2 separate regions of the Mus musculus genome follow, and region 1 is linked to region 2. The links are chromatin contacts, called in public HiChIP or PLAC-seq maps. All regions are on one chromosome and are shown on one strand. The core of a region is the stretch at or near the end of the contact, and the rest is flanking DNA. Distances in the headings are between cores, read along the strand shown. Region 1 overlaps Tmigd3 (transmembrane and immunoglobulin domain containing 3). Region 2 overlaps Rap1a (RAS-related protein 1a).

What was found. HiChIP or PLAC-seq counts read pairs in DNA pulled down with a chosen protein or histone mark.
Region 1: a contact with region 2 is called in an H3K27ac HiChIP or PLAC-seq map of the HPC-7 cell line, with 7 times the contacts expected there. The contact joins two enhancer-like sites. A contact is called at or near these places in 3 of 39 promoter capture datasets (embryonic stem cells and hematopoietic stem and progenitor cells), 3 of 15 datasets of contacts at CTCF or cohesin (CD8 T cells, the G1E-ER4 cell line and embryonic stem cells), 39 of 484 Hi-C or Micro-C datasets (B cells, CD4 T cells, CD8 T cells and 15 more), 9 of 115 datasets of contacts at active chromatin or transcription factors (CD8 T cells, the HPC-7 cell line, the SCID.adh cell line and 6 more) and 4 of 9 other capture datasets (adipose tissue, liver, macrophages and 1 more).

Annotation. Positions count from the first base shown.
Region 1 is chr3:105,908,668-105,912,507 of GRCm38.p6, reverse strand. All of the region lies in intron 1 of Tmigd3 (transmembrane and immunoglobulin domain containing 3), which reads right to left. Adora3 (adenosine A3 receptor) reads right to left here. Exons shown (of 2, transcript NM_009631.4): 2 at 3,580-3,840. Among named protein-coding and RNA genes, the nearest start is that of Adora3, 6.2 kb to the right of the region's middle. Within about 2 kb of position 1,822, at least 87 of the 459 cell types and tissues checked have an H3K27ac peak or open chromatin away from gene starts, as enhancers often do. A contact at or near this core is called in CD8 T cells, the HPC-7 cell line, bone marrow-derived macrophages and 2 more, where this site is marked.
Region 2 is chr3:105,762,178-105,765,969 of GRCm38.p6, reverse strand. The region is part of intron 1 of Rap1a (RAS-related protein 1a); the gene reads left to right. Among named protein-coding and RNA genes, the nearest start is that of Rap1a, 37 kb to the left of the region's middle. Within about 2 kb of position 2,334, at least 80 of the 459 cell types and tissues checked have an H3K27ac peak or open chromatin away from gene starts, as enhancers often do. A contact at or near this core is called in CD8 T cells, the HPC-7 cell line, bone marrow-derived macrophages and 2 more, where this site is marked.

The DNA.
Region 1 (3,840 bases), core at 573-3,072, 150 kb before region 2:
CCTCTTTATCCCCCACAGTGCAGTGGGAAACCAAACCACAAGCTAGCAGAAACAATTGCTTCTTATCCAGGGGGCCTCCCTGTTTCTTCCACCAAGGTCAATAGAACTTTCAGCCCCTTGCCTTGAGCTTCAAGTGTACCTCTCTCCTATAGTTCCAAGTCTCAGCAGTCGGGAAATCTGCCAGGAAACCCTGACCTGCCTTGACTCTGCCTGAGTTTTCACTCAGAAGCAAACAAATGGCTCCCGACACCTGAGTCACTTTGGTAGGGTCAAGCTTTCAGATGTCTGACCCAGCAATCAATCTCATGCGAGATCAAGGATGGCCCCGAACCTGGGAGCCTCCAGCTTCCATCGCCAAGGAGCTGGAATTACAGTATGTGGACAACACTGACTGGTTTGTATCTAGTATCAACAGAGATAAGGAAGGACTGCATTTTTTTAAGAAATCAATTATTATTTTCTGAGTAACATAGACAGTAGTAAGCATTTATTATCTCCTCCTGGTCTGTTTGGGTCACAGATCCAGGGTCATGCTTGCTATATATATATCAAGTTCAAGGACAACCTGAATGACAGGAGATTCTGTCTCAAATTGGAAAAATCAAAAAAATAAAACAAATAAGAAGACAGGGGTATGAAGATCCTACAGTCAGTGTTAGCTGTCCATTCTGGAGCTGTCCATTCTGGAGCTGTCCATTCTGTTCCCCGCGCTCTCTCTTAAGGCTATGATTGATCTTTAGATTCAGGGGAGGAAAAGTACATAGGTTACTGAGAACCCACATGGAAAATGGAGAGAACCGCCTCCACAAAACTGTCCTCTGACCTCCACGTGTGCTGTCACACATGCCCTGCCACATAGCCACACGTCCACATGGCATGGATGTTATTAGTCCCATGTTACAAATGAGGAGCGCACACAGCAGTTTAAGTGAGTAGCAATGAAAACCTCTTTCCATTGTGTTGTCTCCTCTCTCTCATTCTCTCTCTCTCTCTCTCTCTCTCTCTCTCTCTCACACACACACACACACACACACACACACACACACACACAAATGTAATAAAAATGGAAGAGGAGAAAAAGCTTTTGGCTGACTCTTGGTAGGCTAGTCTCTATTTCCACTTGACTTGTATTTTTAAAAAGCAAAGTAATAAACCCATGTATTTGGCATGTACATTTGTTCAGTGTCTTCATATGAAAGAGAGGAAACCCACCCCTATATTTGTCTGTGTGTCTCTGTACCTTTTCTCTTTAGAGAAAACTCCCCAGTTTTCCTTTTAGGATGAAAACTTGCTGGCCAGAGGCAAGCCTCATGGGAAGACCCCTGGCACACTGATCTCTAAACCTGAAACCAGAGTGGAGCTACTCAGTTGTAGCCAGAAATTTTTGGTTTGCCTTTGCTAAATACTCTATGCTAAATGAGTATTTTTCACACGCCAGGCTTCAGCTTCTTCTGGGCCCCAGGTTTTGGCTTCTTCCGAGCTGGCATAGCTCTTTATTCTCTCTTGGCAAGAATGAAACCACCCAGGTCCCAGCGAGCCACCAGTGGTAGTCAGAGGGACAAAGAAAACAAAAAAGAAAGTCAAAGTCCTTCTCAGAACCTCATAGGCATGGGTCTAACGATACCAGCAAGCCCGGCCGTGATGGTCCTTCCCACTGGAGTCAAGTGATTACTTTGAATCAAGCCTCCTCACAAAGGGGAGACTGAGCGATGTCACAATAATGGAGCTTGAAATTAAAAGTCAAGAGGTGCAGTGTGAAGAGTACCAGGAAACCAAGACTCTACAGCACTTCCCCCTCACCGTCCAGCCAACTGAGCAGAGGTTGTGACACCCCGGAGCAAGCCCAGGGCCTCTTCCTGGAGCTGCTCTCAAACTAAATCAGAGACTCAGTAAGGGGAAGCCCCGAGCTCTTGATTCTTCTGGAGTGAAGAATGAGAAAGAAGGGACCACTGCTGAAATGATGACAAGAGGAATTAGGTGACCGAGCTCAGGACAAGGACAAGGCTTTAGACGAACGTCAGGAATAGCTAATTCCACTTTCAGGTTCCCGCTTCTCTTTGCTTAATTGGAACCATTGTCCTGAGGTTCTCATCAAATCAATACGTTGTCTCTGGGAGTGAGACTCTGTGGGTAGCTTCAGATTCAGAGAGGCAAAAGCAAGGGTGGGGCTGCAGGGCTCCAGTCAAGTGACTGAGCCTCAAGTACGACGCGATGATCAATCTTGTTTTGTTTTGTTTTGTTTTTTCCTCCTTCTCCCATCTCCTCCTGCCAAGGTCTCACTGTGTATTCCTGGCTGGCCTAGTATTCACTACATAGACAGGGCTGGCCTTGGGTTCACAGAGTTCTCTGCCCCCCGCCATATCCTACCCCCCCAATATTGGGAGTAAAAGTATGTCTGTCATACTTGGTCAATGGTCAACTTTTGTTTTCCAGACCACAGAGACACTATGACCAGGTGCCTCACCCTCACACCATTATGCCTTATCCACCATGATCAACTGCACCTTCACACTGAGATAAAAATAACTGTAGTAGCCACTTCACAGAATTTCAGAGCCAAGGGGCACTTAAAATCTCAGTGGTTGGAAAAGGATTGACAGAGTTAGGGAGAGTCTCTAATCCCATAGCAAACCCCCCCCCCCCCAGCTATGGCCTACACTCACAACCATAGCCCTGGGGAAATAGCCAGATACCTGGGCCTTGCCAGCTTAGACTAAGTGTTGAGCCCAAGGCCAGTTAAGAGAATTTGTTTCAGAGGCAGAGGCAGGCAGATTTCTGAGTTCGAGGCCAGCCAGCCTGGTCTACGAGAGTTCCAGGACAGCCAGAGCTACACAGAGAAACCCTGTCTCGAAAAACAAAAACAAAAGAGAATCTGTTTCAAAATAAACAAGGTGGGCAGTACCCACCTTGGTAGGAAAGGGATATCTGAATTTGTCTTCTGGCCTTCACATGCAAAATTCACACGCACCCCCCCACCACCACCACCACCACCACACACTAATGTGCACCTTCTCACACAGGAACATGTGCACACACAACCCCAAAAAATATTGACTATTTGCCTTATATTTCGTAACAGAATTTATCAGGCACTCAAAGATCGCTTTTACTAAATAGCACTGACTCCTCATCTGGGTTCACAGAGTAACTAGGAGCCAGCAAAAGCCTGGCATCCCTGTCTTCATTTTCCATCTGTATCCTTTGGGCAATCTATTTACCTGCATATGGGCATGTGAGCTACTCAAGGACTATGTGGTGGTTTGGATTAGAAATGCCACCACCCTCAGGCTGGTCCCTCAGTTGGTGGCACTGTTTTGGGCATTGCGGGCAGATGTAGCCTTGCAGAAGGATGTGTGGAAGGATATGCAGCACTGAGTGAGGTTAGACTTGGAGAGGTTAAAGCCTTGTCGCTGCTTTCTGTTCACTCTCTGCTTCCTGCTTCTGGTGGTGATGTGATCACTCAGCTTCTGGGTCCGGCTGCCATGCCTGCCTCTTGACGCCATGCCCACTCCCTACCATCATGGCCTCTTATCCCTCTGGAAAGAGAAACCCAAATAAATTCGTTCTTCTACAAGTTGTCTTGGTCATGAAATATTTTTTTAATAGCAACTGAAAAGTAACAAATACAGAGTATCTGTATAAAATCTTGTGATACCTAACTTATTTCATTCCTCCATCCTGGCTGAAGCCACAAATGTGTGTGTCTTAGTGTCAGTGTTCTCAAATGTCCTGTTCCAGACTTACAAAGCACTCCTAAAGATCTCCAGCTGTAGCCAGATGGTGGTGCTGCCTACCCTTAATCCCAGTACTTAGGAGGCAGAGGCAGGCAGATCTCTGAAT
Region 2 (3,792 bases), core at 1,085-3,584:
GGTCTAAAGACTGAACTCTCTTGGTGGCAATCTTAGAGGTCCTGTTGGTGTGTGTGTGTGTGCTTGAAACATAAAAGTTTTGAATTTTGATGTCCAGTTTTTTTTTCCCTTTTAGTGGTTGTGTTTCAAGTGTCATGCCTCCAAAGTTATTGCTAACCCGTGTCATGCAGTTTCTATCTGTGTTTTCTTCCATGGAACTTTACTTAAGCTATATCGTTTAGAGTGTGAGCCCCATTTGGTCAGTTTTAATATACAAAATGGGATCATTCGTTTTTTACATGTACATCTGGTTTCCTGGCACTGTTTATTGAAAAATTGTCCTTTCCTGACTGTCTCCTGTAAAACATAATTTGGCTGTGTTTGTGAAGATTTATTTCTGAGGTCCCTATTTTCTACAATTCCTCTATATATTCATTTCTACACTGTTAAGAACATGAGGTTCTTAATAGATGTGGGGGTGCCTGCCTCTAGTCTCAGCACTTGGGAGGCACTGAGGCTGAAAGATGGCTTCTAGTCTACATAGTGAGTTTCATTCCAGCCAGAGATACATAAAAAGACCCTGCCTCGTATACTCATATAACAGCAAAATACTAACTTCTCCTTTAATTTCTTTTTTAAAACTTGGAATAGTAGAAATATATTGTTTCCAAATATTTGGAGATTCTCATATCTTTGCTACTGATTCTAAATTTGATTCTATCAGTTAGGATATATTTTGCTCCATGCAGTTAATTTTTTTATTATATATATTAAGTACGCAGCTTAATATTATACATATTAAGTACACAGTTTCTTAAAAGACTAAAGATCATAATGTCTAGAACTGAGAAAATAAGTAAATAAAGTTATATAAAAGAACAAACATAAAGACTTGTTATATATTCAGAAAACTGACTTTTTTAAAGTTCACTTATTTAAAAATATTGATACAGGATGTAAGCCATTAACTATTGCTTCACTGCCTTAAAGAACAATTTTATTAGTGCTGCTTATGTGGAGAGACGAAAACTACTCATGTGACTATCATGTCTTAGTGACACAATTCAATGGGGGCATTTTTATATTATGGAAAAGATAACAAGTTTAAGTATTGATCATTTTAGAAATACTGCCTAAACATTTAAATATACATTCCTTCCCCAATCTATTCTAATACAGTTTATGGACTATTAAGTCAAGCTTCAGAAGTTAAACTTTTAGCATTGATATAGTCAAGCTGTAAAAGGAACTGAGACTGGATTCTGACAGTTTTTCTTTCTTACATAGAGCACTATCTATTAGAAATGAGGATGTTAACTATTCCACACTGGAATCAGTTTCAAAGATGAGGCCAGGAAACCATGAAATGGATTGAAAAGGGATGAAAAGTGATGGGGAAGAGGAGCAGGCTCACCACAGCAGAGCATAGCAATTTCGTGGAAAACAAAAGGCATTTTGTATGGATTAAATTCCCTTACATTTATTGAGACTTGTATTTATAGTATAGAGTATTTACTCTGTTGGTAAATTTTTATATCCCCTGAAAAACAATATATATTCTATTGTTGTTGGTGGAATATTCTCTGAGTGTGGGTCAACCCTGTCCTTACTGGCTTTGCCTATTAGATCTGTCAGTTACTGACAGGTGCTATCATCTGTCAGTACAGTACTATTATTATAAGCAAATGTGAGAGATTTGTTTCTGTTCTCCTTGTTTATACATTTTGGTATGTTGTGTATTCATTTCCAGCAAATGTTATTTGTTAGATCAGCAAAAGGAAAAGTGAAGTTTATGGTTTAAACCATTGTCATTTCTAAAGAATCTCACAGTTCTTGCAAGGTAGGCCTGTTGATGACAAATCTGTTCAGTTGTTGTTTGTAGAAGTCTTTTCTCCCTCATTTTGAAGGATAATTGACCTAGATACACAATTATATTGCGGCAGATTTTGTCTGAATGATTTAAACATTTTGCTTTATATCCTTTTTTGTGGTTGGAAGAAAATTCTGATGTAATTCTTATCTTAGCTCCTCCTCCCTCTGGCTCTTTTGGCCATTTTACTCTTTGTTTTATTTTCTTGCTGTCTGAGTATCTGCCCAAGTAGATGTTTTTATGTTCACTCTACTTGGTGTCCTCTGCATTTTCTGAGTTTGTGGTTTAATGTTTTTCTTGTTTGTTTATTTTTTAGCAGTCTCCCCCTCTTCCCAGATCCTCTGCTTGGCTTCATCTTCAACTTGGAAACTAATTCTTGCCACCTCCACTGCAGCTGCTTTGGTCCATGCTGTCTTGGGTGCTTGCGGTTGTCTTCATTCTTCTTCCTGCCTTTGCCCTTTATCTATTTCATAGCTAGAGGAAGCTTGACAGCCTCTCTGCTCAGTCATCCAGTGGCTTCCTGTCTCATGCCAGCTAACAGCCAAAGTCTTTGCCATGGCCTGAAAGGCTGGATTTAGCTCCGTTTAGGATCTTCTAGTAATTAATCCCTATTGCTTGCCAGTCTTAGGGCCCTCTTTTTCTTATGGAAGTTGCCAGTCTTCTGGAGGCTTTGCCACCTTGCTCTTTTGCACACCTCTGTTCTTTAATTTCCTCTGGCCCCCACACACTCAAATACTGCTTTTGAAAACATAAACCACATCGTCCATGAGCTCCTTTCCCCATTTTGCTGCGTCATTATTCTCTGAAGTGTTTGTTTGTTTGTTTGTGTTACTGGGAATTCAAACCAGGCCCCATCTCCTCACTAAAGCATTTTACCTGCAGAGGAAATCTCTGGCAGAGGAGAATATGGTACACTGAAGAAAATGAATGAAAGCCAATTATGCTGGACTGTTGAGAACAGAGGGGGCACATTGTAAGATAAATCTAGGGAGGGATTTAGAGTTCAAATTATAATGTTCCCTCTTAGGCCTTAAGCATTTCTATCTTTATATTTAAAGGTAATGGTGGTCACTAATAAATCATATTACTCACTTGGAGGGTTATAAGGAAGTAGTTACTAAAGTGACTGATTTGTCATGTTATGAAAATCATCCCAGCTACTTTGTAAAGAATAGAGTGGAGGGGGTATATTACTTACTTTTTGGGGTTTTGTTTGTTTGTTTGTTTGTTTGTTTTCTGTGATAAAACACTGTGACGAAAGCAACTTATAAAAGAAAGTGTTTAATTGGTTGGGCTTACAGTTTCGGAGGGTTGGGGTCCACCATGACAGAGCCCTGTGGTAGCAAGCAGCAGGCACGTTAGCTAGTGCAGCAGTGAGAGCTCACATCTCAAACAGAAAGAATGAGTGCACTAGGAATAATGAGAGGTTTTGGAAGCCTCAAATTTTGACCCTGTAACATACTTGCCTCAAACAGGGCTACACCTAATCCTTCTCAAACTGGATTTACCAACTGGGTACCCTGTATTCAAATATATGAGCCTACACTGGCCATTCTAATTAAAATCACCACAGGGAAAAGACTGAGTTTGCTGCAATCAGATGACAGTTGGTTCCAGTGATTTAGGTGTCAGTTTTTGGTAGGTTGTTGATGACCATTTAAAAAAGAATGGTTGGAGCAGTAAACCTTCAATGAAATATATTTATAAATATCCTTAATTAGCAATTTTTATCTCCTAATTTTTATCTCATCAGAATGAGCTTTCTAATTTTATACAATCTTTTGATTCTATTTTGAGAAAATAGAATGTCTGATGTAATGTAGATCTTTAATACACATCCTAGAAAGCCCTGTGTCCTTTTGTATGTTTCTTAACATATAGCACAAAATCAAGCATCTCTATTATTTAACTTTCATTTACATTAGAGCTAGACTTGGTTTTGT